Regions from separate parts of the Mus musculus genome. Here all the other regions are linked to region 5. Evidence: chromatin contacts called from public HiChIP or PLAC-seq and promoter capture Hi-C data. All regions are on one chromosome and are shown on one strand. Each heading gives the region's core, a stretch centred on a gene start, on an enhancer-like site or on the middle of the called end of the contact. The rest is flanking DNA. Distances are from core to core; before and after follow the strand shown.

The links. Promoter capture Hi-C pulls out the DNA fragments that hold promoters and counts their contacts. HiChIP or PLAC-seq counts read pairs in DNA pulled down with a chosen protein or histone mark.
Region 1: a contact with region 5 is called in a promoter capture Hi-C map of second pharyngeal arch cranial neural crest. The contact joins the promoter of Cc2d1a here to the promoter of Nacc1 in region 5. A contact is called at or near these places in 7 of 39 promoter capture datasets (the HPC-7 cell line, cranial neural crest, frontonasal cranial neural crest and 4 more) and 3 of 9 other capture datasets (adipose tissue, liver and pancreatic islet).
Region 2: an H3K4me3 HiChIP or PLAC-seq map of embryonic stem cells shows a contact between it and region 5, with 7 read pairs. The contact joins the promoter of Palm3 here to the promoter of Nacc1 in region 5. A contact is called at or near these places in 1 of 39 promoter capture datasets (embryonic stem cells), 1 of 484 Hi-C or Micro-C datasets (embryonic stem cells), 2 of 115 datasets of contacts at active chromatin or transcription factors (bone marrow-derived macrophages and embryonic stem cells) and 3 of 9 other capture datasets (adipose tissue, embryonic stem cells and liver).
Region 3: a contact with region 5 is called in a promoter capture Hi-C map of embryonic stem cells, with 2.0 times the contacts expected there. The contact joins the promoter of Samd1 here to the promoter of Nacc1 in region 5. A contact is called at or near these places in 4 of 39 promoter capture datasets (cranial neural crest, embryonic stem cells and liver), 3 of 484 Hi-C or Micro-C datasets (the G1E-ER4 cell line and embryonic stem cells), 2 of 115 datasets of contacts at active chromatin or transcription factors (the SCID.adh cell line and bone marrow-derived macrophages) and 5 of 9 other capture datasets (adipose tissue, embryonic stem cells, liver and 2 more).
Region 4: a contact with region 5 is called in an H3K4me3 HiChIP or PLAC-seq map of bone marrow-derived macrophages, with 8 times the contacts expected there. The contact joins the promoter of Ddx39a here to the promoter of Nacc1 in region 5. A contact is called at or near these places in 4 of 39 promoter capture datasets (HPC-7-derived erythroid cells, cranial neural crest, liver and 1 more), 1 of 484 Hi-C or Micro-C datasets (B cells), 1 of 115 datasets of contacts at active chromatin or transcription factors (bone marrow-derived macrophages) and 2 of 9 other capture datasets (adipose tissue and liver).
Region 6: a contact with region 5 is called in an H3K27ac HiChIP or PLAC-seq map of acute myeloid leukemia, with 2.5 times the contacts expected there. The contact joins the promoter of Dcaf15 here to the promoter of Nacc1 in region 5. A contact is called at or near these places in 5 of 39 promoter capture datasets (the 3T3-L1 cell line, cranial neural crest, hippocampal neurons and 2 more), 1 of 115 datasets of contacts at active chromatin or transcription factors (acute myeloid leukemia) and 2 of 9 other capture datasets (adipose tissue and liver).

What each region holds. Positions count from the first base shown.
Region 1 is chr8:84,145,291-84,149,502 of GRCm38.p6, forward strand. It overlaps Cc2d1a (coiled-coil and C2 domain containing 1A), which reads right to left and starts at 2,627. Exons shown (of 29, transcript NM_145970.2): 1 at 2,357-2,627; 2 at 1,024-1,159. The coding sequence starts at 2,416. 4930432K21Rik (RIKEN cDNA 4930432K21 gene) reads left to right here and starts at 2,748. Exons shown (of 9, transcript NM_029045.2): 1 at 2,748-3,108; 2 at 3,548-3,595. The coding sequence starts at 3,568.
Region 2 is chr8:84,018,204-84,023,121 of GRCm38.p6, forward strand. Palm3 (paralemmin 3) reads left to right here and starts at 3,271. Exons shown (of 7, transcript NM_028877.1): 1 at 3,271-3,325. The coding sequence starts at 3,285.
Region 3 is chr8:83,994,735-83,999,129 of GRCm38.p6, forward strand. Samd1 (sterile alpha motif domain containing 1) reads left to right here and starts at 2,782. Exons shown (of 5, transcript NM_001081415.2): 1 at 2,782-3,831; 2 at 4,209-4,395. The coding sequence starts at 2,938. Prkaca (protein kinase, cAMP dependent, catalytic, alpha) reads left to right here. Exons shown (of 10, transcript NM_008854.5): 9 at 61-225; 10 at 558-1,710. The coding sequence ends at 683.
Region 4 is chr8:83,712,379-83,717,212 of GRCm38.p6, forward strand. Ddx39a (DEAD box helicase 39a) reads left to right here and starts at 2,799. Exons shown (of 11, transcript NM_197982.3): 1 at 2,799-2,959.
Region 5 is chr8:84,685,425-84,689,722 of GRCm38.p6, forward strand. Nacc1 (nucleus accumbens associated 1, BEN and BTB (POZ) domain containing) reads right to left here and starts at 2,438. Exons shown (of 6, transcript NM_025788.3): 1 at 2,251-2,438. It overlaps Trmt1 (tRNA methyltransferase 1), which reads left to right and starts at 3,823. Exons shown (of 17, transcript NM_001164559.1): 1 at 3,823-3,925; 2 at 4,208-4,298. The coding sequence starts at 4,228.
Region 6 is chr8:84,103,017-84,107,296 of GRCm38.p6, forward strand. Dcaf15 (DDB1 and CUL4 associated factor 15) reads right to left here and starts at 1,781. Exons shown (of 13, transcript NM_001357322.1): 1 at 1,601-1,781; 2 at 1-37. The coding sequence starts at 1,732.

The DNA of each region.
Region 1 (4,212 bases), core at 1,377-3,876, 540 kb before region 5:
TGAGTTCAAAGCCAGCCTGGTCTACAGAGTGAGTTCCAGGACAGCCAGGGCTACACAGAGAAACCCTATCTTGAAAAACAAACGAAAACAAACAAACAAAAAATAAATATAGGGTTGAATTGTCAAATAATGGGAACTACAACTAAGGCTGTGTTTCTCATTTACTTAGGATTTGTACGTGTGCACATGCATGGATGCACATTCGTGTGCTACAGCACATGTGTAGAGGTCAGAGGACATCTTTCAAGGGTCAGTTCTCTCCTTCCACCACGCAGGTCTCATGGACTGAACCTCAGGGATCAAACCCGGAGTTGTCAGGCTCGGGACAAGCTTCCTTGCCCACTGAGCCATCTTGCTGGTCCTCTGGTCAGGGTTTTATTAACTAATAACCTACAACCTTGCCTTCTGTGTGCTTCCATCTTAAGATTTACTGTGTTTATGAACTGTATGCACAATGAACTGGTGACCAAGGGACCTGTGGCTCCCACCTGCGTGCCACCAACTAACACACATGCTACTTTCCAAAGGCACACACTTACCATCTATGCATTGAAACACCAATCAATACTTTGCTTAGAGCCACTGTGAATAGTGAAACCACGCACATAAACTGAAAACTATGAGGAGCTGGGAAGATGGCTTTATAGTTAAGACTACATCCTGCTCCTGCAGAGGACCTGAGCTTGGGTCTCAGCACTCACATGGGGTGGCTCACAACTACTTGTAACTTCAGCTCTGGGGAATCTGACATAGTTTGCTGGCTTCCATGTGTGTCTGCACACATGTCTCTCTTTCTCTCTCACACACACACACACCAAATTCTCAACAAAGAAGAAAAACATGGCAGGAAACAGATTGGAAAAGACCCAGTTCCACCCACAGCTGACCCTGACAGGATCACCCAGAACCTAGACTCTAGGAAGGTAGGGCTCCTGTTTTCCTGCCCCATGTCCATCCCAGTGCCTAGCTCCAAGTACTGCCCACAGCAGAAGTCCCAAAGAATATGTTGAGCATCTTTCTTACCTTGGCCTTTCAGTTTCTCTAGGGCCTGGGGCTGACCCCCCACCAAAGCCAGGAATTCAGCCTCCAGCTCCTCCTCATTAATCCCATCCTCGGGGATCATCAGGCCGTCTGGGGAGAAGTCAACCAGCAGACCAAGCTACGGGAGCAACCGGGCTCCAGTTAGACCTTCCATAGACCGCTCAGGCCCAGAGACCCGTCGGGATGCTGGAACCAAATCTCTACGAGGAAGCCATTTCTTGGAGAGACCAGGAGGCTGAGGAAGACACCCTCATACAATAACGTTCTTTATGCACATGGCTCCCCAGCAGCAGAGAACGCACCAGTGTGGGACTGGAAGGTGCACTCATCATTAAAGTGCTAACCCTAACCCTAGTATGTGCAAAGCTGGGTTCCATCCCAGCATGGCAAGGAGAAAAATAAATAAATAAAAGCCACGATGACTATGACAACAGTGGGGGCAAAGTTGAAGAACTGGGTCTTTTTTATAGACCTGCCCTTCTGCTTTGGCTAGTGACCAACAAAATATGATGAGTTACATGAAATTACCCTTTCTATAGGTCCAAATTGGCCAAATCTTAGCAGTTATGCATGGCTTCACCTATTGAGTGAAGCCATTAGTCACAGAGAGCCCAAGAATCCAGCGGCCACACTCCCTCTGTTCTAGCATTTTTCCATAAATAGTCTCAGTAAGTCTTTATAACTGCCCTTTAAGGACTCTTCTAGGCTTCCATTCCACAGGTGGAAAAACTGAGGCTCCAAACTACAAATACATTCAGTCAAATGTACCTAGGTCAGGGGGAACCTGAGCACAGAGCCCTGGGATCCCTGGTTCAAAGATGGGACAAATCAAACTCCCACAGGCCCTGAATCTGGGAGTATGGCTCTGGGCCACAGTCTTGTAGGTTTTCCTGTACACCTCTGGACTGACATTTCTGTCTGGCCAGGTGCTTCATCCTTGTGACCTTGACTAGATAGATCTCTGCGCCTCCCTTATCCTTAGTGTCCTCATCTGTACAATGGGTGTAGAGTGTGGCCTGACCCAGTTAATGCAAAGGCCTGAAAAGCCGGTCTGATTGCTTTCCCTTCCCGGTTGGAAGTGCTGCAGCAACAGGTGTTCCCTGAATCTGGGGTGTGAAGCTAGAAGCTGGATGGCCCAACCCAGTAGGCCATACACCTCACCTCGGGGGCGGGGCGGAGACCAGGGTTCACCTGGTGGCGAGGATCAGGCTTTTCTGGGGGTGGGGCACTCCCCGCGAGTGTGAGGAAGGGTGGAGAGAGACTCTGAGGAAGGGTGGGCAGGTACCCCTCGGTGGGTAGAGGGGCACACACTCACCTGGCGGGCAGTGACAGCACCTCGGCCCGGGGGTGCCTGGGGTCCATTCCTCTTGTGCATCTTCCAGGCTCGAAGCCCGGACTACCAGCCCCTGCACCTTTGCCTTGCCTTGCCTCTTCACCGAAGTCGAGTCTCAGAGCTCGCGCTGTTCCTGAGCCCTGAGTCCCTCCTCCGCGCCCGGCCCCCCGGGATTCTCGAGTTTGGGCCGCCCAGCTTCCGCCTTGGCCTTCAGGAGCGCGGCGGCTGGATTCGTGGGCTCTCTAGTTAAACTACAATTCCCGGCAGTCAGAGCGTGGAGGCGCATGCGCCTAGCATAAAGTAGGGCAGAGAGAAGGCGGAGCATGCGTAAGGTGTGTAGTCGGTACTACGCGTGCGTGGGGCGTGGCCTCACGGGCGGGAAAAAGAGAGAGAGCTGCAGGTGTGAGGGCGCGGCAGTGTGACGTCTGTGGCTCCACACCGCCGCACATCGTTCTGTTAGGCTTTGTGGTGGAGTGGGTGCGGGTGTGGGTGTGGGTGTGGATGCTCCTGCTCTCCCGTCTGTGGCGCAGGTCTTCAGGAGCCGAGTCCACAGTGTCAGGCCTCAGGCCTTCCTGTCTCCCACCGCCAGTTTGCCACGCGGTCCCCGTGACTGCCTATGTGGGTATTTTCTCAGAACGTTACGCCAGTGACCTAGGCGACCTATTCCCCATCAGATCCAGGTTGACCTCGTCCCGACTAAGGACAGAGCAACTTCCATTACTGCTGTGGCCCAGGTTGGTTCTGGCTTGCCATGGGTCCCACAGTCTGAAGACATTGGCCGGAAGCCACTCCTGACGCGGGGTAGCCCTCCTAAAGTCTTGTGTGACTTTGGTGGGTCTCCAGAGACCTCTCTGAAGCTTCCAAGTACCCCATGTCCCAGATAATTAAGCTTTGGGTGTGGGTGGGGGAGAAACGTAGTTGTCTCCAACCCAGAGACTCCAGCAGATACCGTGAAGAGGACGAGATCGTTCCTTCACACAGGGAAAGGGTGTGAATGGCTACCTGGCCATGGTCCAAGGTGGCTATGACCTGTCGCCCCACCCAGTGTCCTGCTGAAGACCAGCTGACTCCCCTCATCAGGCTGCCAGATGGGCCCAGTGGAGGAGGGAGACAGGGTACAGATGGGGACATACAGTGCTGGCAACAGCTGGAGAGTTTGTTTGTTGTTTTCAGATTTCTCAGGGAAAGATAAAATGAATAAGAAGAAACAGCGGAACTCAGGTATTTGGTTTATTCAAATTGGCTTTTTATTTTATTTTTATTTTTAATTTATTTCCAGGCAGAGTTTATGTATATCCCTGGCTGTCTGTCCTAGAACTAACTCTGTAGATCAGGCCTCAAACTCAGAGACAAACCTGCCTCTGCTTCCAGAGTGCTGGGATTAAAAGTATGATTCACCACAACCTGGCCTCAAATCGGCTTTTAAAATATTTATTTGAGGTACTAGGAATGGAACATGGAGCTTCCTGCATGATAAAACACTCTACCATGAAACTACATCTCAGACCCAAGGTGACCTTTTTAAACTTTTTATGATGTTTTTGAGATGGAGGAGGGGATTCTTGCCATGTGGGCCGACTAGTTTTATGTCAGTTTGACCCAAGTCATTTGGGAAAAGGGACTCTCAATTGGGAAAATGCCTCCAAAAGATTTGCCTGTAGCCAAGAGTGTAGTGTGTTTTCTTGATTAATGATTGATGTAGGTGGGTCCAGCTCGTGGGTGTGCTGCCTGGAGGCAGGTAGTCCTAAATTACATAAGAAAGCAGTTAGCTGTGAGCAAAAGCCCGTAAACAGCATTCCTTCATATCCTTTGTGAGTTCCTGAGGTTCCTCTCCTGAC
Region 2 (4,918 bases), core at 2,021-4,520, 670 kb before region 5:
CACCACCAGATACCTTGCACCACGGTGCCTCTGCGTTGCTTCCCTCTGCTTCAAACAACTCCCCCTGTGTCTGCTTCCTGCTACTCAGGACTCAGTAGAAATGCCATTTTTCAGAGAACTCCTTGCAGATCACTTCACATGCCATAGAAATTCTTCCTGATCCTGTTCAGTAACCCAACCTCAGGGCTTTGGGAGATGGCAATAGCAGAGCTCCTGCCAAGACTCCCAGTGATGTGCTGAGGATCTGCCTCGGTGGCAGAGTACCTATCCAAAAGCTCTGAGTTCTTTTCCCAGCACCACAAGAACAAGCCAACAGTGGTGCAGTTACCCCAGGCCCCCTCGCTGTTACTTGTCTCCCCCTGTCATAATCAAGGTTTATGGTTCTGTTCCTGCCTCTCTTTCCATTTCTCTACACACACCCCCACCCTGCCTAGACCAGCTCCTGGCCCATGAAAACAATATTATTTCTATGTATGCCGTGTATATCTTTAATCCTAGCACTCAGGACAGAGTTTGGTGGGTCTCGTGAGTTCAAGACCAGCCTCATTTATACACCGAGTTCTTTTCTTTTTTTTCTTTTTGGTTTTTTGAGACAGGTTTTCTCTGTGTAGCCCTGGCTGTCCTGGAACTCACTCTGTAGACCAGGCTGGCCTCGAATGCAGAAATCTGCCTGCCTCTGCCTCCCGAGTGCTGGAACTAAAGGCATGCGCCACCACTGCCTGTACGAACCGAGTTCTATCCAGGTCAGCCAGTGTACAGAGTAATTAATTAACTAATTAATTAATTAAAAAGTAAATAAGAAAAAAAGTAGACCAACCCACACAGTAGAATATTATTTACCCATAAAAAGAAACAAAAGCACTGATGGTTGCCATAGTGTGACCAAGCTGAGGACAGGATGGTAGCCACCTACAGGGCAGTCTTACAAGTCCAGTGCTCAGGAGATGGAGGAGGTCACACTTTCAAGCCTCCACTACATAGTGACTTTGAGACCATTTTGGGCTACATGAGACCTTCCCCCCCCCTCACCCGCCCCAAAGCCAATAAATAAATAAATGGAAAAAAAGAAAACATGATGCTGAGTGAGAGAGGTCTAATGCAAATGACTACATTGTGTCAATCCCCTGCCTGCATGGAGTCCCCCCCCATGTGCATTCCTGCCTCTTGTGTGTGTGTGTGTGTGTGTGTGTGTGTGTGTGTGTGTGTGTGTGTGTGAGAGAGAGAGAGAGAGAGAGAGAGAGAGAGAGAGAGAGAGAGAGAGAGAGAGAGAGAGAGAAGGAGAGGGCAAACCCTACACACAGCTACAGGAGGGTGTTTGCCAGGGGCGTGACTGCCATGGGACCCCAGCTTCCTTCTGGAGTGTTGAATATGCTCTTGATCTAGATAGGAGCAAGGGCTGCCTGTCACTGTGCATATGCTAATTGCCACAAATGGAAAATGCTGTTAAAAAAAAAAAGCATGCAAAGCCTCTGGAACGATACCTCAGTCCAGAGTTCCTGCTATATAAGCATGAGGGCCTGGGTTTGGCTCTCAGCACCTACGGAAAAAAAGTCCGTGGGAGCTCCTGTCCCTCAGCCCAGCACTGTGAAGACAGAGGCAGGTGTGTTCCCAAGCCTTAGTGGCCAGTGAGCTAGCCAAGTGAGGAAGCCTCTGATTCAATGAGAGGCCCTATCTCAGCAAATACGGTGGTGACTGACACCAGCAATTGCGTCCGTGTGCACAGGACTAGGACACGTGGGTATAGACATTAAACAGGGCAGGGGTGTGGCTCAGTGCTGAGGACCTGCCTACCAGGTTCAACTCCAGCACACATACAAATATGTATTCATATATGCACACATATATGTCCTCTTGTCGTAGAAATATGTTTTCAGAATAATCTAGAAGCTTAAATTCAACTTCCCCCGCCCCCGTTCTAGGGATTGAATCTAGGGCCTTATGTATGCCAAGCAAGCTCTCTACCACAAAACCACATGTCCAACACCCCATTCCCCACCCACTTAGTTCTAGACAATTTATTACTAAGTTTCCTAGACTGGTTTTTAACTCACTTTGTAACCCAAGGGAGGCTTAACCTTGCCATTCTCCTACCTGAACCTTCCTGGAAGTGGGATTCCAAGTCAGGTGACCTACTTGATTCAGGTTCAATCAAACCTTCATATATATATGTATATATATTTGGCTCTGTTTTTGTTGAGACAGGGTTTTTCTGTATAGCCTTAACTGTCCTGGAACTCACTCTGTATTCCAGGCTGGCCTGGAACTCAGAAATCCACCTACCTCTGCCTCCTAAGTGCTGGGATCAAAGGCATGCGCCACCACCGCCAGGCAAATCTTTAGATTCTTAAGAGTCTGTACTAGACTGTGGAACATAGGCCATTCCAGCCCTTGAGGACAGCCCCAATCCAGTATGGTGGAGCCTGTGCTTCCAGGAGAGACACTCAACTTTACGTGCCAAAAGTGGCCCATGGAGCCCTGAAGCGGTCAGGAGAGGAGAGGCCTAGATGTGGGTAAGTTTACCACTCGGTGTGGTGGGGGAAGGGGTCCTTGCTCAGAGCAAGGTCCTCTGAAGCACCTAGCTGAGACAGACAAGGGCTGATCTCTTTCAAGACAAAGATCAAACCTGGTCTGGTTGTGGAGGTCTGTAATGACAGAGTTCAAAGGAAAGACATCCTCGGTAGTGAATTGGAGGCCATTTCCCTATCGTTTATTTCTACCCCCACCCTTAAACATTAAATAGCACAACAGGGTCTTCTGACCTGCAGGCCAATTGAAGTTATTCTCCCATTTCCCAGCGGGGCAAACTGAAGCCTTGAAACCTGAGGCAAATTGTCCACAGTGACCCACATCCTGGGCTTCTTGGTTGCCATGGTCTCCGAAAGCCGGGTCAGAGAGCTCTCCCTACAGCATGCTCCAAGGTCCTAGAAGGGAGAGCCAATGACTCTGGGCTTTTAGTAAAACTTTCCTGTGTGAGTGCCCAACGCAGGCGCGTGTTCCCCAGCGGCCGCGGGTCAGTGCTTGGCTGCTGTCCCCCACCTGCTGGAGCACCGGCGTGGCTGCGTGTATATGAACTGGGAGGCAGCCTAGCGCAGCGTGGAGGCCGGAGGCTGGTAAATAATTCATCCTGAGAAGTTGATAGCGCTCCCCAGCACTGCCCCAGCCCCAACCGGGCCGCGCCTCCCGCCCAAACCAGCTGGACCTGCTCTCCTGCTCCGCCCCACAGCCCCCTCCCATCAACCAAGGCCCAGTCTGGGGCCTTTGGCTCACACCTCTGCTGGGCAGTGATGGCTCTGCAGACCCCGGTGTTGTCTCCGGCCACACCCACGTAAGTGTCTGGGGTGGGGGCGGGAGGGCGGGGTGGAAAGGCTGGGGTAGGGGGCACCGGCCTGGCCTAAGAGCCCCAGTTGGCCTTTCTAAGGAGCCGAGGGGAGCACGAGGGGACGTGGTGGCCAAACCTGGGACCCATTCAGAGCCAAGCCTCTAGAGAGCTAGGCCTACTGCAGAGTTAGGGGACAAAGGGTGTCAGGATCCAAGAATGTGCATCCAAGTGTAATCCTGGTCACCAACCCTCTCAAGAATGCAGCGAGGAAATGCTAGAGATTCCAGGGAGAAAGGCGCGCCCCAACCTCCAAAGATTGGCAAAGTCTTAGGCAACAATGGCCACCCCTCCGCTCCTTGTCAGCAGCAACTCGATTATGGCTGAGGCACGACCTTGGAGTTAAGAGATGAGCGACGTGTGGGGAGTTCACCTTAGCTGAGGCTCTTTCAAAGTGAGAGAGGTTTGGTTCAGTCGCCAGCTTTTGCCTAGTATGGGATTATCCACCCTTAGTTAGGGAATGATGGGTAGAGGGGTTCCAAGAGATTATAGAAACTTCTAGAAAGAGGGCTTCCCTCCAGTATGGACCCCAATTCTGTCCTTTACTCTCTGTGCCCTCCATTGCATTATTCACCAAGTACAAACCTGGTTGCTTAGCAATGGGAACCCGATCCTCCCCCCCCCCAAGGAAGAGTTAGGGAGATAGCATCTTAGGAGTGGGACAGCTGAGGGGGACTTCAGCCCTCCCCCAAGGACAGAGTGATGAACAGGAGTCTAGACTTCCCTAGGGACATCTGTCAGGCAACCTTCAGCCCTTGCCCTAGTCGAAATCCCCTCCTCTAGGAGGGTCTCTGGCCTCCTATGTGTATCCAAATGAAGGTCCTTAGAGCCCCTGAACCCTGCACTGTGTGTTGCCAACACTGAGGGAGAAGTCCTTCGTGTCCTCATTCACCCTCCTGACTTCAGACAATCTCATGCTGTGTGTGTGTGTGTGTGTGTGTGTGTGTGTGAATGCATTTGTGTGTGTGTGAGTGAATGTGTAGAAGAGTGATAACTGTGAGTGTGAATGTGTGTGGGTAGATGTGTGTGTTCTGTGGATGTAACTGTGTGTATATAAGAGTGTGTGGTTGCATGTTTGTATGTCTTCTGTGAATGTGTGTGTGTACATATGAGAGGTGTGGGTGCATGCATGTGTATGTGTATGAGTGTATGTGTGTGTGTATGAAAGTGTGTGAGTACATGTGTTGTGTGTGTCCTCTGTGAGTGTGTGTGTCATCTGAGAGTGTTTGCAAAGGTGTGAAGGTATAAGTATGTGTGCACATGTTTGTGTGTGTGTGGATGTATGAGTGTTAAGAGTGTATGTGCATGCTAGAGTGTGTGCAAGGGTGTGAGAGTACAAGTGTGTGTGTATGTGTTAGTGTGGACAGAGGACAACCCTGTGTGGTTTCTGACTCTCAACTTGTTTGAGACAGGCTCTTGTTTGCTGCTGCAGAGCTGGGAGGATAGAGCCATCTTTCAGTTTGTTCTGGGCATCTGCTCATGGAGCCACCTCTCCAGTCCCTCAGACGAGTCTATTTGCTATTCCTCAGAACCTCAGTTTCC
Region 3 (4,395 bases), core at 1,532-4,031, 690 kb before region 5:
GGCATTCTGGACCCCCAAAGCCTATGAGCAGCGCCCCACTCGTATCTACACCCCTTCCAGGTGCGGTTCCCATCCCACTTCAGCTCTGACTTGAAGGACCTGCTGCGGAACCTTCTGCAGGTGGATCTCACCAAGCGCTTTGGGAACCTCAAGAACGGGGTCAATGACATCAAGAACCACAAGTGGTTTGCCACGACTGACTGGATTGCCATCTATCAGAGAAAGGTGGGCTTCTTTTTCCCATACCCAAAGTTGGACTTACGGCTAGGATAGCATAGACAGCCCATTAAGTTCCAGACTAAACAGAAGGCTTCCTCAAGCCAGTAAGGGACTATACATGGTGGATACTGGGTTTTTCTGGCCACTTTGTGGTCTTAGGCAGGAAATATCCTCTGGGAAGTGACTTCCATTTGATAAGTTGGGTTGCAGAGAAGACCTTAATGTTGAGCTCAGGCCTGGGTCACAGCAAGTGTTGTTTGAATATTAAGCCATTCACCTTTATTGTTGTGATGGTAAGGTCAGCTAATGTGATCTGGGTGGTTTTGATTCCTATCCAGGTGGAAGCTCCCTTCATACCAAAGTTTAAAGGCCCTGGGGACACGAGTAACTTTGACGACTATGAGGAGGAAGAGATCCGGGTCTCCATCAATGAGAAGTGTGGCAAGGAGTTTACTGAGTTTTAGGGGTGTGCTTGTGCCCCTTGGGTTCTCTTTCATTTTTTCTTTTTCTTTCTATTTTTTTTCCGGTTGGGGGTGGGAGGGTTGGATCGAACAGCCAGAGGGCCCTAGAGTTCCATGCATCTAATTTAACATCCACTCCACACCCCCAGGGTTAAGGAGAGCAGGAAAGCGCTCCAGATACTGGGGAAGGGGCAACATCAGCTGCTCCCCCTCTCCCTTCTTCTCCACCCTTCCCTGCCTGTTTTCAATGAATTTCTTAGCTCCAGCCATACCCAATCTTGCTGGTGTATCCAGGGGCAGGGTACGGAAAGAGGGCCCCAAATTCAGCCTCCTTCCCGACCCTAGCACTGGATACTAAGGATGAACGAACAGTAACGCCAACCTTCCCTTCCATGCAGCCCTACCTGGAAAGGGAGATTTTATGACCTGTACAGAGGGCTGCTTGCCAGTGGGGTTTTTTTTTTTTTTCATTTAAATTAAGTTCCACCAGTGCCTCCCACCCTCCAAACTGTCCCACCCTCCCCAAACACCCTCCTCACTCCCTAAATCCATTCTGATGAGACCCGGGTAGCCAACTGACCCTGTCAAGGAAGGAACTGGGCTTGGAATCTCGCCCTGAGCTGCTAGCCTCCCGGCCCCCCTTTCCAGTGGTCTCATGCCAATTGTCCTGTGCATCAGCCCCCTTAAGAAGCCTCCCCCATCCTGGGCGCCTCGCTTCTAGCTTAGCTGTCAGCTGTCCATCACCTCTTGCCGTGCGTCCCCACTCACTGCAACCCCAAGTCTGATTGTGCTTTTTCTCTCAATAGAAAGGTGGGGAGCTGCTGGGGAAATTACCCCATTTATCCCTGTGTTTATCCCTCTCGTAACTTCTCCCAAAAAGGAGGAGCTCTCAGGCCTGGGTGGGGGCCCCGGGTGGACGAGGGGGTCGTTCAACCTGTGTGCTTCGAAGGATGAGACTTCCTCTTGAACAGTGTGCTGTTGTAAACATATTTGAAAACTATTACCAATAAAGTTTTGTTTTAAAATAAAAGTGTCGCTGGTTTTCCCGACTTCGATCACACCCTTGGGGTGTTGGAAAGGGAATTTCGAACCTCAATGTCCAGGTTCTGGAGACCCCGGCCTCGGGACCTTGGAGAAACCAGGTTTGGCTGGAATTCCTGTACTTCCTCCGCCTGGCCAGAGAAAGGAGGGGTGGGGTGGGCAAACTGTCCTTTGACCCTGAGTTCGGGGCCCTCAAATCTGCTCCCACCCCTACTTCGGTCTAGTCCGGGACAGAGAGGGCACTGGAGAGGGCCACTCGGACCGGTTCGGCCAAACAGCAGCAGGATTAGCAGGGTAGGAGAAAAGGGGAGCCCCGCGCGCCCCCAAGCCCTCATGTAGGCGCGGCAGGGCCGCTGGTGAGGTCTCCGCGGCTTCCCAGGAGCGAGGCGCGTCCGGCCGCGGCGCGGCTAGTTCCCGGTAAGTGCGGTCCCGAGAGCGCTGAGCGCGGAGAGGCGTGGAGAGGGGGCTGGGCGCCGAGGACGTCTGGGTCCCGCGCCCAATGGCTGGAGGGCGGCCGAACGCCGCCCGCGCGCCCCGCCCGCCCCTGTCCCCTCCCCCCTGGGCTCCCCTCCCCCTCCCCCGCCCGCCGCGCTCCCCGCCCCCGCTCCGGCGCCAACTCCGCGGCGCCTCCTTAAAAAGCGCGCGGGAGTTGTAAGGGGGGGCCGGAGCGAGCCGGAGTGAGCTAGAGCGACGGGTACACGGGGCGGGCGGGGGCCCGGGCTCCACCTTAAAAGCGGGCGCGTGGGGGTGGGAGGGAGCGAGGAAGGCGGGCAGCGGGGGAGGGCGAGCAGGAAGGGGGGCCGGAGTGTCCCGGGCGCAGGGCGCGCGTGCGGCGGCGGCGGGGAGGGGCCGGCCGCGCCGCGCTCCCCTCCTCCCTCCTCGCATCCCCGGCCCCGCGCGCGCCCAGCAGAAGCGGGGCTGTTGTGTGCGTGCGTGCGAGTGAGTGAGTGTGTGCATATTTTTTTCCTCTTTTCTTTCTCTCTCACTATTTTTTTTTCTGTCTCTCTCGCGCGCTCTCCTCTCTCTCGCTTTTTTTTTTTTTTTTTTTTTTTTTTTTTTGCGAAGAAACAGCAGCGCCGCCGCCGCTCCGCCGAGGCGCTGCGCCCCCCGGGGGGAGGCGGAGGAGGCGGGCAGCGGCGGAGGGAGGGGAGCGGGGAGGGGGCGCCGCGCTGGGAGGGAGGCAGCGCGCACCGTGCAGCCGGGCCGGGCGGGAGGCATGGCGGGGCCCCCGGCCCTACCCCCGCCGGAGACGGCGGCGGCCGCCACCACGGCGGCCGCCGCCTCGTCGTCCGCCGCTTCCCCGCACTACCAAGAGTGGATTCTGGACACCATCGACTCGCTGCGCTCGCGCAAGGCGCGGCCGGACCTGGAGCGCATCTGCCGGATGGTGCGGCGGCGGCACGGCCCGGAGCCGGAGCGCACGCGCGCGGAGCTCGAGAAACTGATCCAGCAGCGCGCCGTGCTCCGGGTCAGCTACAAGGGGAGCATCTCGTACCGCAACGCGGCGCGCGTCCAGCCGCCCCGCCGCGGAGCCACCCCACCCGCCCCGCCGCGCGTCCCCCGCGGGGGCCCCGCCGCGCCGCCGCCCACGCCCGCCCCGCCGCCCGCGCCCGTCGCCGCCCCGACCCGGGCGCCCCGCGCGGCCGCCGCCACAGCGCCCCCTTCTCCCGGCCCCGCGCAGCCGGGTCCCCGGGCGCAGCGGGCCGCGCCCCTGGCCGCGCCGCCACCAGCGCCCGCCGCGCCCCCGGCCGCGGCGCCCCCAGCCGGCCCGCGCCGTGCACCGCCGCCCGCCGTCGCCGCCCGGGAGCCGCCGGCGCCGCCACAGCAGCAGCAGCCGCCACCGCCGCAGCCACAGCCGCCGCCGGAGGGGGGCGCGGCGCGGGCGGGCGGCCCGGCGCGGCCCGTGAGCCTGCGGGAAGTCGTGCGCTACCTCGGGGGCAGTGGCGGCGCCAGCGGCCGCCTCACTCGCGGCCGCGTGCAGGGGCTGCTGGAAGAGGAAGCGGCGCGAGGCCGTCTGGAGCGCACCCGCCTGGGAGCGCTCGCGCTACCCCGCGGAGACAGGCCGGGACGGGCGCCGCCGGCCGCTAGCGCACGCGCGGCGCGGAGCAAGGTGAGCGCACCGGGCAGGTGCGGGCGAAGTTGGCGGGGACCAGAGTCCCGGGAGGGAGCGGGACGTCAGGTGGCCGGGATTCGCCCACGGTCCCCGTGGACTCCGAACGCGGTGGTCTTGGTCAGTGATCTGATCTGCGGGAGCCTCAGTTTCCTCGGCTGTAAACGTGGATTGCTGACAGTAGCGACCCCTGGGGGTAGTTGAACGAGTTTAGTAAGACTTGGCTATTGAGGGCTTTATTAACCCAGAACCTGGCACGGAAACGACAGCACAGCGTAAAAGTTACTCCGTGTTGTTGTCAAAGGTGGCGTCGGACACTGGATTTCATCTGGGACTAGAAGAGCTCTAACTCTGCCTGCTTCTTTCTCTGGCCCCAGAGAGGTGGAGAAGAACGGGTGTTTGAGAAAGAAGAGGAAGATGAGGATGAAGACGAGGAGGAGGAGGAGGAGGACAATGTATCTGAGGGCTCAGAAGTGCCCGAGAGTGACCGCCCCGCAGGTGCTCAGCACCATCAGATTAATGGAGAGCGGGGCCCTCAGAGTGCTAAGGAGAGGGTCAAGGAGT
Region 4 (4,834 bases), core at 1,549-4,048, 970 kb before region 5:
GGATTGGGGGTGGGATGGGATGGAGGAAAGCAAAACCAGGGCTGGGGAGTTGGCTCAATGGTTATAGGCTTTGTTGTGTTTGGTACCTGTATTAGTCAGGGTTCTCTAGAGTCACAGAACTTATGGATAGTCTCTATATAGTAAAGGAATTTATTGATGACTTACAGTCTGCAGCCCAATTCCCAACAATGGTTCAGTAGTAGCTGTGAATGGAAGTTCAAGGATCTAGCAGTTACTCAGTCTCACACAGCAAGCAGGCAAAGGAGCAAGACTCCTTTCTTCCAATGTCCTTATATTGTCTCCAGCAGAAGGTGTAGCCCAGATTAAAGGTGTGTTCCACCACACCTTTAATCCCAGATGACCTTGAACTCGGAGATTGAATCTTCTGGAGTCCATAGCTACTATGCCTCAAGATCTCCATACCAAGATCCAGATCAGAAACTTCTATCTCCAAGCCTCCAGATAAGGGTCACTGGTGAGCCTTCCAATTCTGGATTGTAGTTCATTCCAAATATAGTCAAGTTGACAACCAGGAATAGCCACTACAGTACCCATATGACAACTCACAATTGTCTGTAACCCCAGTTCCAGGGGATCCAATGGCATCTTCTGACCTCTGGGGCTACTAGGCACACACGTGGTACACGTGCATACTTGCAGGCAAAAGGATCGTATATATAATATTTTTAAAAGGCTAAAAAGCAAACTCCTAAAACAAATGATACCAAAACAAAGCCTGGAGCTGTAGATAGTGGCAGAGGGCTTGCCTGGCACACAGGCAGCCCTGAGTCCACCCTCAGTACACCAAATAAGGAAACTAGAAACACTGAGACCCTGCTAATTACAAAGCTAGCTAGCTGGGCAAGGGACACTTGTCATCCCAGCACCTGAAGGACTGAGGTAGGAAGATGGTGACTTCAGCGTAGCCTTGGCAATTGAGTGATATAAAATAAAGTATGTTGGGTAAGGTAGCACATACCTTTAACTTCAGCACTTGGAAGGCAGGGGCAGGTGTATATATGAGTTTAAGGTCAGCCTGATCTACATGATTTCCAAGCCAGACAGAGCTATGTGGTGAGACCTTGTCTCAATAAACAAAAGATAAAAATAAAGGGCTAGTGAGATGGTGCTGCTGCCCAGCCTTAATGACATGCGTGTGCTCTTCAGGGCTCGCTGATCTCCATTGCACAGATACAAACACGCCAACAGAGCAGTGTACAAAGTAAGACATTCCCACTCGTCCCACCATGCTCCCCACATGATGATAAGGGACTGAGTCTCTGGAAATGTGAGCAAGCCCCCAACTAGATGCTTTCTTTTATGAGTTGCCATGGTCATAACTAAGAGTGGTTTCAGCTCTGCAGGGATGGAATCTAGATGTGTGGGCAGTTTGTTTGTTCATTTTGTGTTTGTGTTTTGAAACAGAGTCTCTCTTTGTAGCCCTGGCTATCCTGGACTTTACTGTATAGACAAGGCTGGCCTTGGACTCAAAGAATTCTGCCTGCCTCTAACTATCCTATGTAGACCAGGCTAGTTGAAAGCAGAGTTCTCTGCTTCTAGAGAACTGGGACTAAAGTTCTGTGCCACTCTGACTGGTTTTTGTTTGTTTGTTTGTTTGTTTGTTTGTTTTGTTTTGTTTTGTTTTGAGAGAGAGAGAGAGAGAGAGAGAGAGAGAGAGAGAGAGAGAGAGAGAAAGAATTATGTTTGTGGAAAGAAAGGATGAGTGTAGACAGCATTAACATCTAGAGTTTATTTATCTGGCAGGTAGCCTCTCAGTACCATGATCTAGACAATGTAGATTGTGTTTCAGGCTGGGGATTTTATAGCTAAGGATGGGGAAGGGAGAAGAAGGTTTCATAGGGGCAGAATGGGGGTTAGCTGTTTTCCTTAGACAAGGTCTTTTTCTATCACCAGATATCTGGGGTCAGGCAGCTGCTTTTCTTCTGCAATCCCCAAAGAGCTGGCTTTCTGGAACTATGAGCTCAGTTTACGGCCTGGGATTTTTGTTTTGGTGGTGGTACAATGTAGGGGTAAGAAAAACAAGGGCTGGAGAGATGGCTCAGCGGTTAAGAACGCTGACTGTTCTTTCACAGGTCCTGAGTTCAAATCCCAGCAACCACATCATGACTCAACCATCTGTAATGAGATCTGACGCCCTCTTCTGGTGCTGTCTGAACAGCTACAGTGTACTAAGATGTAATAATAAATAAATCTTGCCAGGCCTGGTGGTGTACGCCTTTAATCCCAGCACTTGGGAGGCAGAGGCAGACGGATTTCTGAGTTCGAGGCCAGCCTGGTCTACAGAGTGAGTTCCAGGACAGCTAGGGCTTCACAGAGAAACCCTGTCTCGAAAACCAAAAATAAATAAATCTTTTTAAAAAGGGGGGCTGGGCGTGGTGGTGGACGCTTTTAATCACAGCACTCACACCTTCAATCACATGGAGGAAGAGGCAGGCAGATCTCTTGAGGACAGCCTGGTCACAGATGGAGTTGTTCCATGACAGCAGGGCTACCCAGAGAAACCCTGTCTCGAAATGATACAACCAAACAAAAGAGTCAGGGCTTCTAAGCTAGGCAGGCAAGGACACTTTAAAAAGCTGGGGCACATACACGCGCAATTAACGTGCGGATGCCAGCTAAAAGTGGCAGTATCCACTGTGGCCCTTAACTCATCTCACGTGACTGGGCGGGAACCGCCGCTTAGCCCACTCCCCCTTTGGACACGCCTACTTTACGACTGCCCAATGAACCTGAGTCTAGGTACGCCCAATAGCCGGTCGACAGCGTCCTTATAAACCAACCATCATCCTTTCCTCTGTTGAGTGATAAGCCAGCTATCCAGTGAGCGAGACTCGAGTTGGGCTCCAGGCAGGAAGCACTGTAGCGCGCGTCCAGGGTCGCGGCGTAGAACCGGACGGGTGGCTCTCTTTGCAGCTCGCGGAGGCGAACCGGGCGGCAGGTAAGTGGCGGGTCCCGAGGCCGGGGCCGCGGTGCGGGGCTGTGGGTTCGCCGAAAGGGAAGCTGCGGGGCGCGGTGCAGCGGGAGGAGTGGGCGCACAGCAGCGGGACGGTTAGGCACCTCGAGCCGGCGGCCGTTGGGCTCCATTGAGCATGCGCCAGGGGCGGGCCAGCCGTTAGTAGGTCGGCTTCCGGGGACGGTGATGGGAATGGCGGCTCTCGGAGGCCCCATGTGTACCGTGGTGGGATTGAGGGACCGGGCGGATCCACACTGCGTTTTCGGTCACGGCGAGAGGACTCAGGCTATCTGGGCAGACGTCCCGAGTCTGCAGTCACCGGCTTCCCGTCTTGTTCCGCCGCTCGCCCAGGAGATTCTTCTCCAGACTCTGATGCGGAAGGCCAGTGTCGCGCCTCTTAGGAACGTGGCCATTCACTCGGCGTCGCTTTCCCGGTGTGAGGCCGGTTCAGCCCGTTGCCTCTGGTCTGCCTGGACCTATAGTTGAAACTTTAGGTCTGTGACAGTCTGGGTTCACTTGTTTCATTTTCCTGGTTGAAGCAAGGCCTGACGTATTGGGGGTGGGGGGCCATACGCTCCGAGTTGCGCCTCAACTAGTTCCCGGAACCTTTTGTGTGCCTAGATTCTTGAGACAGGATCTCTTTACATAATCCTGGTCGTCCTTGAACTCTCTCTCTGAAGACCAGGTCGGGCTCGAACTCACTGAGGTCCACTTGGCTCAGTCCCCGGAGGTCTGGTATTAAAGGCGTGTCCCACTAAGCCCGGCTTCACATTTATCCTTTCACCAGCACAATAAATGTTTTTAAAGCAGTACTGCCTAAAGACAGAGTACACATATGAGAGGCCAGAAGATAGGTTCTCCTGAAATCGAGGTTGTTCTTGAAGTTTTTTATTTAGGTGTAAATATTTGAATGACTACCTGTGTGCAGGTGCTCTAGGAGGCCGGAAGTACTGACCCTGGAGTTAGAAGGATGTAAACTGAGAAACCTAACTCAGGTCGTGTGAAAGCATCATTAATTCTTAAGCCACATTGGCCACCTTGCCTAGCCAGTCTTAGAACTTAAAAGTTTTTTGGTTGTTGTTGAAACAAGATCTCACTGTGTAGCCCAGGCTAGCCTGGAACTAGAGATCTGTCTGTCCCTGTCTCAGGCATTTTTTAGAATTCATTTTTAATATATTCTAGCATTTGGGAAGTGGAGGCAGGAGGATCTGGAATTCGAGGCTAGTCTGGGCTACACACAAGTTTGAGGGCCTGCATGAGACTCAGTTTCAAATAGAAATAGGTACATCTTGGTCATTCAGGTGTTTGAACCCAGAGATGTGTGATTCTTTTCTCCCCAGGACTGGCTTTGAGCTCTTTGGTGACTCATCTTCTCGACTTCAGTACCCCACCCAGCTAATTCCCTTTCAGTGAATTAGTTTCTCCCTGCTGTTGCTCTTATCTTCCACTCCATCTTGAGCAAATTCTTACTGAATCACTCAACTCCAAGCCTAGTTAGCAACTGAAGTACACAACACAGGCCCTGGGCCTGCTCAGCTCTCCTCTCCTAGCTGTCTCTGCTTTAAACCTTTGCTGGGGTCTAGTGCTTTAAGGACTGATACCTAAGCATTTTCACTTGTGTATGTGTAGGGGTGTGTGGATGTGGGGGACTCGTACAGCACAGTGACAGCCAGGTGTGATGTAGCTGGAGTAGGCTCCCTCTGCCTGCTGTGGGAGTTGTGTAGCATAGGGATCAGTGGACACTGAGGAGGCTGTTGGTGTGATCCAGACAAAACAATGTAACCCAAAAATGACACCCGTGATATTCTTACATGCTGTGGCATCAGCACAATCAACTTGAATATGCTTCACCACCTTTCA
Region 5 (4,298 bases), core at 1,188-3,687:
GGGGTTTTCCTGGAGAGCTGCAGCAGCAGAGAAAACAATCTGAAAGCACCAAGTTCTGTAACACAGGCTGCTGGACCAGTCCTCAGCTCCCCTCCCCCATCAAGAGACCAGGCTGGAGGGCATGGCCCAGAAGATGGTGGAGTTCTGGAAACTCCAAGGATAAGAGGGAAAATGGAGACTCAAGAAAATCATCAATAAACCCAGTACTGCCTGATACCAGCAACCCAGAAGTTTGTAGCTGACTCTGGTGCTGAGGATGTCCAGTCAAAGTCACCAAGACAGTGTGTGGTCCTCATTCCTATACAATCCCCGCACTGGGCTGATGGGCAAGAGGGCTATAGTTTAAGACTAGTTAGGCTATAATAAGTTCAAGGTCAGCCTGAGCTAGAGTAACATCAACCAAAAAAACAACACTAAAACAAAAACTTTACCCTTCCAAAACAAGGAACACACTGTTAACCTTGCAATTAGTCTAGAGTTGGAGCAGTGTGCTAAGAAACCAAAGTAAGGCGCACAAAGTCCAGGCAAAGCAAAATCTCACTCCCAAACCACTACCACCCTCTTCTACAACCACTTCCTGCAGCAGAACCAGCACTTTCATGAGCCCCGTGCCCCTGACTCCCAGATGCGGGATGGGAGAGAAGGTATGAGCAGGATGAAGAAGCCCACACACAGTTCCTTGGAACTACTGCAAGGGGATTGACTGAGCCGGTCTAGAGAGCCCAGGAAAGGCCAGGTCCAAGAAGACTCCAACAGGGAATTGGAACAGCAGGAATTTCTCTGCTGATACCCAAGGAGGGCGAACTTGACTTAATAGGCATAGGCCACAGTCTAGTCATATGACCAGGGACAAGCCCCGCCCCGAACCCCAGCTTCTTTCTCTGAAAAGAGAAAGCCAAAGACCCAGCGGTGGCGAGTAATCAATGAACTAGCTGGTTCCACGCTTAGCATACAACCTGCCCTAGAAGGGGCACCAAGGAGGGAGGGAAGGCCCTGGGACCAGGAGCCCTCCTTCTCCCTCCCCCAGGCACAAGTCAGGATGTGTAGGTACCTGTTTTGTCTCAAAGACACAACAGAGCTTCAGGCAGTCACCATCCCAGGAGGCGACAGAATATTTTATCTCCCAGGAGGAGACAGAATTCAGGCCCAGGCAGCAGGTTGGGCCTGGAAAGCTAGGGCGTATTGCAACGCTGTGAGGGCTCATCTTCTAGACTGGAGCCCCCAGGTTCCGGCGCCAGAAGGCTGAGAACGATTTCAGGACTCTAGAATAATCAGGTAATGTCTGCTGGGCTGCCTCCATAGTGGGTGGGGTAGGGCGGTGGGTTGAGTAGGGGCCATACACACCGAAAACAAGATGTTTGAACTAGGTATCCGGTGCAGCCCACGCTAACTCCCATCCAGCCGCTGGCCTGTCCTTGTTAGCAGTTGGCCAAGGTGTCAGAGAAGAGGCGTGGGAAAGAGGAACCCCCCCCCCCCGGTTCTGACCCTAAGCAAACATACGGAGATGTGTGTGTGTGGGGGGGGCAGATCCCTTAGCTCACACCAGGTTTTCCTAACCTGCTCCCCACATCCTAAACCATAGGCCCTGGGCCGCCTGCAAACTCCCAACACGCCCAGCCTTACCTGATGCCCTCCCGTCGGAGTTTACCCGCACATCTCTAGTCTCTGACCTCGTGCGACCCCCTGCAAATATCTTAGGGCTCTCTCCAATCCGCCCCCACTCGAGCAAGCTCCGCCCACCCCCCCCCAAGTCTAACTTCCCGGGCTTTTCCTCACCTCCCCCCAAGGCCTGTAACCTGACCCGCCCACCCCCTTCCCCAGCGCCCTCTACCTGCAAGCTCCGGCCCTCCCGCACCCCTCCAGGCCTTTTCCCTCGGGCGGCGCAGCCCTCCGCCCTCCCACCCCCCGCCAGCCCGAGGCCTCCCCTCCCCCCTCCAGCCTCGCCTGCCGGCTCCACGCGATTACCCCCTCCGGCCCTGAGACTTCAAGGATCCCGCGACCCGCGCCTCCCCCGAGCGGCCTTCAAGCCCTGCGGGCCGGGCCCGCGGGCTGGACGCTGTAGGCCGCCAGCTGAGATTCGGCCATCTCACTCTTGCCCTCCCGCCGCTGTCAGCGCCGCGGGCTCGGCTTCTGGTTCGCAGCAGGGCGCCCGGAGGCCTCGCCTCTCGGCCCTCCGCCGGAACCTCTGATGTCCTCGGGCCGCCCCGGGCGGGAGGAGGCCGGAATTGGGCCTGGGGCGGGCCATCTCACCTGCGCTGTGGCCGCGCTCCGGGGCCTCCCGGCGGGCTCCGCAGCGGCAGCTGGGGCCGGGCCTGGGCCCGGGGCGCGCCTCCCTGCGCCTCGGCCTCGGCCTCCGCCTCTGCGGCCTCCGCGGCCTCCGCCTCAGCAGCAGTGGTAGCCGCGGCGGCCATTCATTGTGGGCCAGGCCGCCCCAGCCGAGCGCCGAGGAAGCGCACGGCGCTGCCGGCAGGGAGGAAAACTGCCTCGGCCCCGCCCCTTAGGCAAGCTTAGCCGCGCTTCGAGCGCTTCGGTTCTCACCAGCTCCTCTTTCCTCCCGGGTCTCGGTTCTGTAGACGGGCTAAGTTGAGTGACTGCGGGACAGGTTGCTCTGTATCTTGGAGCTTCAGTTTCTTGTAAAATGAGAACAACTGTTGTTCCAGGAACAGTTTAGGCTCTTTGTGGAAATGAGGTTTCATGGAGCTGAGCTGAGTAAACTATCAAGATCACAGGAAAGTGAATACGAAGATTTAAACTTAGGTTCAAGAGGTTAATAAAGTGAAAACTCAGGATGCTTATGCGATGTGAAGTTCTGTTAGCATTTTGCACTAACTCAGATAATTATACGTCTTATAACTAATGTTAGAGAGGCCTGACTACTTTTTGGATGGGTAGCAGAGTCAAGAACAGAAGAGTGCGGACTGGATTAAGAGTGTCTACTGGCCGGGCAATGGTGGCACACACCTTTAATCCCAGCACTTGGAAGGCAGAGGCAGGATTTCTGAGTTCGAGGCCAGCCTGGTCTACAGAGTGAGTTCCAGGACAGCCAGGGCTACACAGAGAAACCCTGTCTCAAAAAAATTAAGAGTGTGTACTGCTCTTGTTGAATAGAGTTCAGTTCCCAGCAGTCATGTCAGATGGCTACAGTTCTAGAAACTATCACCTTTTTGCTCTTTGAGGACTTACACACAACTGCACACATACACAAAAATAACAAAAAAATAAAATTTTGAAACAAAATAAGTACCGTTGGGCCTGGTAGAAATGCCTGAAATCTCACCATATGAGAGACTGAGGCAGGAAACTCTAATCTGCCCTGGGCTATATAACTCCAGGACAACCTGGATTAAGAGTGCCCTCTACCCCCAATTAACAGATAACATATAGCAAGGCAAGCTAAGATAACTCTCACATCCCGGATCTCCATATTTTCCTGATGCATACATTAGGCCAACACTCAGTCTGAGTGGCTCCTTTGCACACTTCCCAGGCATTCGGTTATTTAATCTTTGCCCTTGACAGCTAAGATTCCTATTTAACAGGTAAGGGAAATAGGAGCCTTACATTTTAATTAACTTGCCCAGAGTACGTGGTGGGACTGAGATTCAAAGACAGTGAATACTATTCTAGAGCCTGAGTTAACCTACAAGGTGCACACAGAAGACATCTAAAGGTGCAGAGTGCCTCCGCTTTTTGCCCTGAATTAAACTAGTGAAACTCCCTTGTAGAAGAGTTGTATTATTAAGAATCACTGGTGTAGTGTAGCCTGCGCACTTCCTTCCCTAGAAGAGTCTTGACCCTGGTCGCCCACTGTAGGTAATGTCTCTAATTGGTCAGTTATTGTCATGTGATTGGCCCGCCCTCTTTGCCAACATGGCGGCTCCCAGGCCCTAATGCGAGAAGCATGCACCGTGACTCGTTGGATCCTGTGAGCGGAAGGGAGACGCTTGTCCGGGTGGGTGGGTGGGTGGGTGGGTGTGTGGGTGTGGTGGGAAACCTGAGCCGAAGAGAGAAGTTTGTCCGGGTGTGTGTGTTGGGAAATCTGAGCCGCGGGCCTTAGCCTCTGTTGGGTCCAGTGCCCTCGAGAACGCAGGATGTTATGGAGGCCACCGGATTTTAGTTTCTACTTTATAGATATAGAGGCCACCCCCGCCCCAGAATGCAGCTCTCTGACCTCCCTATGCCTTTTCCCTTCTCTCGAAAACGGCAGGCGGGTTGAGGCGCCCGCGGATGTCCCTCGCGAGGACGATCCTGTGGCTAAGCCGTCCTCTCCGTCCGGCCCACAGCCTCTGTAGAGCTCA
Region 6 (4,280 bases), core at 531-3,030, 580 kb before region 5:
GCTTCCGGAAAAGACGAGGTGAGAGCTGCCCACTGATCTGGGGAAGAGACAGCCAGGGCTCTTTAGCCAAGCAGCCTCCCAGCCTCCTTCCCAGAGGCCGAGGCTTCCCCAGGCCCACTGCTGGGGCAGATGGAGACACCAAAGCCAAGTGACCTTACAAAGCACCCCACCCCCACCAAGGACCCAGGTTACATCCCAGCCGTAGCCCCGTTTGGATCCAGAGTCCTCCCAGCCCTAGCCCTACGTCTCCCTGTGGAAGGATCCCTCACTGGGACAACTGACTCCTTCCTGAAAACTGACGCATGAGACTAGGATGTGGGGCCATGCATTTATCTGCCTGCTCCCAATTAGCCCACAAGGGGACCCATCTCTCTCTTGATAATGTAGTTACTGTGCAGACTACAACTCACAGTAGAGGCGAGGACAGCTTGCAGGAGTCTCTATGTCCTCTCACTGCGTGGCTCCTGGGGATCTCACACATTATTAGGTTTGGTGGCAAGAGCCTATACCTATAGAGCCTCCGAACCAAAAGCTCCCAGTATTCCCAATGCTCCAATCCATTATTAAGAAAACCCCTTTCTTAATTAACTGCCAATCAACTGTCACACCCTAAAACATCACCAAGGAAGGATCTGAGGAAACAGGCATAAAGCTGACCACTGGGGAGCTATTCTGGCCCGCCTTCAAAAGATAGCCATCTAGTGGGAAAGAAGGCCTGGCACCTTGCCCCTAGTTCATCTCGACCCATGAAGGGAATGGCTTTGTCAGACAAGCCTTCCTGAGAGGATATAACCCTTGCCCAGGGAGTGTCTAGGCTAAGGGCAGAGCCACAGCCTTGCTTAGGGAGCACCAGGAAAAAGCACAGTTCGCCCTTACCCAGTTCCCAACTTCCTGTGCACATAGACAATCTTGCTCCACAGCTGCCCACCTAACATTATTCACATCCCTGTCCTTTCAGGTGTCCTCTGACAAGGGAGACAGAGCCCTAAGTGGCTTCCACTTTGAGAAGACCTGGCCCTACTCTGGAAACATTCCTCCATTCAATGAGTGAGGCAGACCTAGGTACAAGCACTAGATATAGAGATGGTCAGAGCTTGGACAGACAGGGAGCATCCAACAGAGGCTGCCCATTGTCGGTAGCAGGGGCTCTTCAGGGGTTTGGGGGGGTAGCTCCAACAAGGGGCAGTGCTTTGAAAAATCGGTCTAAACCAAGGTCTCCCCTTCCTCCAGATTCCTCGGACAGCTTCTACAGTAACCCGCCCATCAGCCTCCATCCCCGGTCTTTCCTCCATGATTCTCCCCGGCCTCCGCCACCCAAGCCCCTTCCTTCTTCACTGATCTCGCCTAGCAGCCTTCATTCAAGGCCCCCTGCAGGTGACCCGCCTCACTGGCTGCACACAAGTCACCAACCTTCGCCAGCCCAGCCCGCGCCTCAGCACCAGCCTCCACACCGCCAAACCCATCCCCATCCCCACCGCCCGGCCCGCCCAGCCCCCTCCCGGCCCCGCCCCCCACCTCGCCGCGCCGCCCTCCCTCCGCCGCCTCCCGCGTCCCCTCCTCCTCACAACCGGGCGCGCTCGCCTCAGACGCCAGGCCTCACCTTGACTCGCTCCAGCTGCTTGAGAACGTGTTCCCGCCGCCGCCCCACCGCCCGCTTCCCCCCGGTCCCCCCAGGGCCTCCGCCGGCGCTCCCGGCCCCGCTGTTCCGCTCCGATTTCGAGCTGGGCGCCATTTTCACCCCCTCCCTCCACTTCCGGAGCAACCGGTCCCTTAGCCCCGCCCCTGGCACTTTCTGATTGGCCTTTTCTCCTTACTGCGGCCGGCCGGTTGGGTGACAGCCGGCATTCCTTGTCGCTTCCCGCTACGCTTGTCCATCAAAGCTATCTTGGTTTTTGGTTGGTAAAGATGGTAACAGCTCCCGCCTTATTCCCGCCCTTCATTAAAGATAAACCACTCAGAAACCACTTTGGCGCTCCTCGGCCAAAAAACTTCAACTGAATAGGCGAAGATTTCTGTCAGGCTTGACATTGTCACGCCCCTGAGTGGGTTTCCGTGGAAACCACTGGCCGTCCAGCGGCCTGTGGGCGGGGCTATGGGAACCTGTGGTCCATAAGGGCCAGAATCTCCAGCCCTGGCTCTGGCTCAGGCTGGGAGGGCCGAGGCCTGAGGAGCATCCCTGGGCAGCTAGGGAGGAGACCAGGAAAAGGCGGTGGGGAAAAAAATGGCTCGTTTTAAAACATCTTCCAGGCCGGGCGTGATGGTTCACGCCTTTCCAGCACTTACGAGGCAGAGGCAAGTGGATCTCTTTGAGTTTGAGGCCAGCCTGAGTGAGTTCTAGGATAGCCAGGGCTACACAGAGAGACTCTTGTCTCAGAAAAACAAACAAAGAAACAAAACAAAGCATCTTCCGGACGACGATGACGATGATAGCATCAGACAGATATCATGCTGTTTTTAAAAAAATTAATTTCCATGGGTCAGGCGTGGTTCTGAGTTTGCACCTCCTGTGGAAGGCCTGTTAAGCCTATCATACTAATTAATAATGGTAATAAATATTACGGGACATGACAGCTTCATGCACCAGTTTTGCCTACATTCACTCAATCTCTGCAATGGTCCTTTATTTTACACGTGGAACAGGCATAAAGTGAACTCCCCTGAAGACATGGCACTTGTGTACCCAGACTGCTGGCTGCTCTTTTTACAGCCACATTCGGTTTATTGAGAACCCAGCTAACAGGACAGGTCATAAACAAGGAAATGAGTACCTGTCCTTGAATTCCAGGTATGGGTAGAAAGGCAGTTGGATGCAAAGTAGCTTTGTGAAGCGGGGGAGGAGGAATATTCCAGCAAAGACAAAGGTTTCTGGAGAGGTTCAAGACTAACCTGCCATGATGTATGGATTAGTGATGGGGACACTGCTGAGAGACTTACTAGGTGATCTCTTCTTTATGCAAAGACTGGAGGGCTCACTAGCAGCCCCCCTCCCCCCAGCATGAGGAGAAAATATGACCATGCATGTGCAGACCCAGCCTCAGCTGAATCATAGACTAGTGGACCCAGAGCAGGAGGGAAAGGAAGAGCAAGGAGGCAGTGTGTGTGTGTGTGTGTGTGTGTGTGTGTGTGTGTGTGTGTGTGTGTGTGTTTGTGTGTATGTGTGTGCGCGCGCACAGTGTACAGATGAGATTTTGCCCATGAAAGTGTATGAAAAGACAAGAGGTCAAAAATGGTCTTCTCACTCTCCACCTTAATTTAGGGATGAGTTGTTTGTTTGGTTGGTTGGTTGGTTTTGGTTTTGGTTTTGGTTTTGGTTTTGGTTTCTTAGGGCCTCACTGTATAGCCTTGGCTGACCTGGAGCTTGCTATGTAGACCAGGCTGGCCTCAAACTCAGAGGAAACCACTGCCTCCTGAGTCTTTCACTGAGCCTGGAGTTTGTGATTTCTGTTAAGAAGCAAGATCCACCCAAGGCTGCTGTAGTGGGGAAGGAAACTTTAAGGAGAAACCTGTTTTACTGCCCCTCCTCATCTTCAGAACTTCTACTACAGACACTCCTTCCTCTAGGAGGAGGGGCTTACTTGCTCCCTGGTATGGGCACTTAAATTAGTGTCTTTATAGAATGAGGGGAGCTGGGCATGCGTGGTGCTGCCTACCTTTAATTCCAGTACTAGGGAGGGGCAGAAGGTCTGTGAGTTCTAGGCCAGCCTGGTCTATATAGAGAGTCCCAGGCCTACCAGGGTTATGTAGTGAGACTGTGTCAATCAGTCGATCAATAGCAAACAAAACAGAAAGTAAACGGAGGGCAGTAGAAGTGATCTGGCAGATAGCTCCTTAACCAAAAAGCAAAGTATGACTGTCAGCTGTGGGCCATGTTGCTCTCATGACACATAATAGGTCTGAGGAAAAACACCTTTTTGGTTTTTTTTCTTTCTTTTTAGTTTCTGTTACTGTTGGTGTGTGTGTGTGTGTGTGTGTGTGTGTGTGTGTGTGTGTGTGTGTGTGTGTGCATGCGTGTGCGTGCGTGCATGCGTGTGCGTGCGTGCAAGGACATTATGGCATGCTTCTGGAAGTCAGAAAGCAGCATTTATGATTGAGTCTCTCCTGTCTTGGATTCCTAGGTCTTTTATTTTGTTTATTTATTTTATTTTACTTTTATTTTCGAAACAGGTTCTCTCTACATAGCTCCGGCTGTCCTGGAATTCACCATGTAGACCAGGCTGGCCTCGAACTCAAAGATCTGCCTGCCTCTGCCTCCTGAGTGCTAGGAGTAAAGATGCTCACCA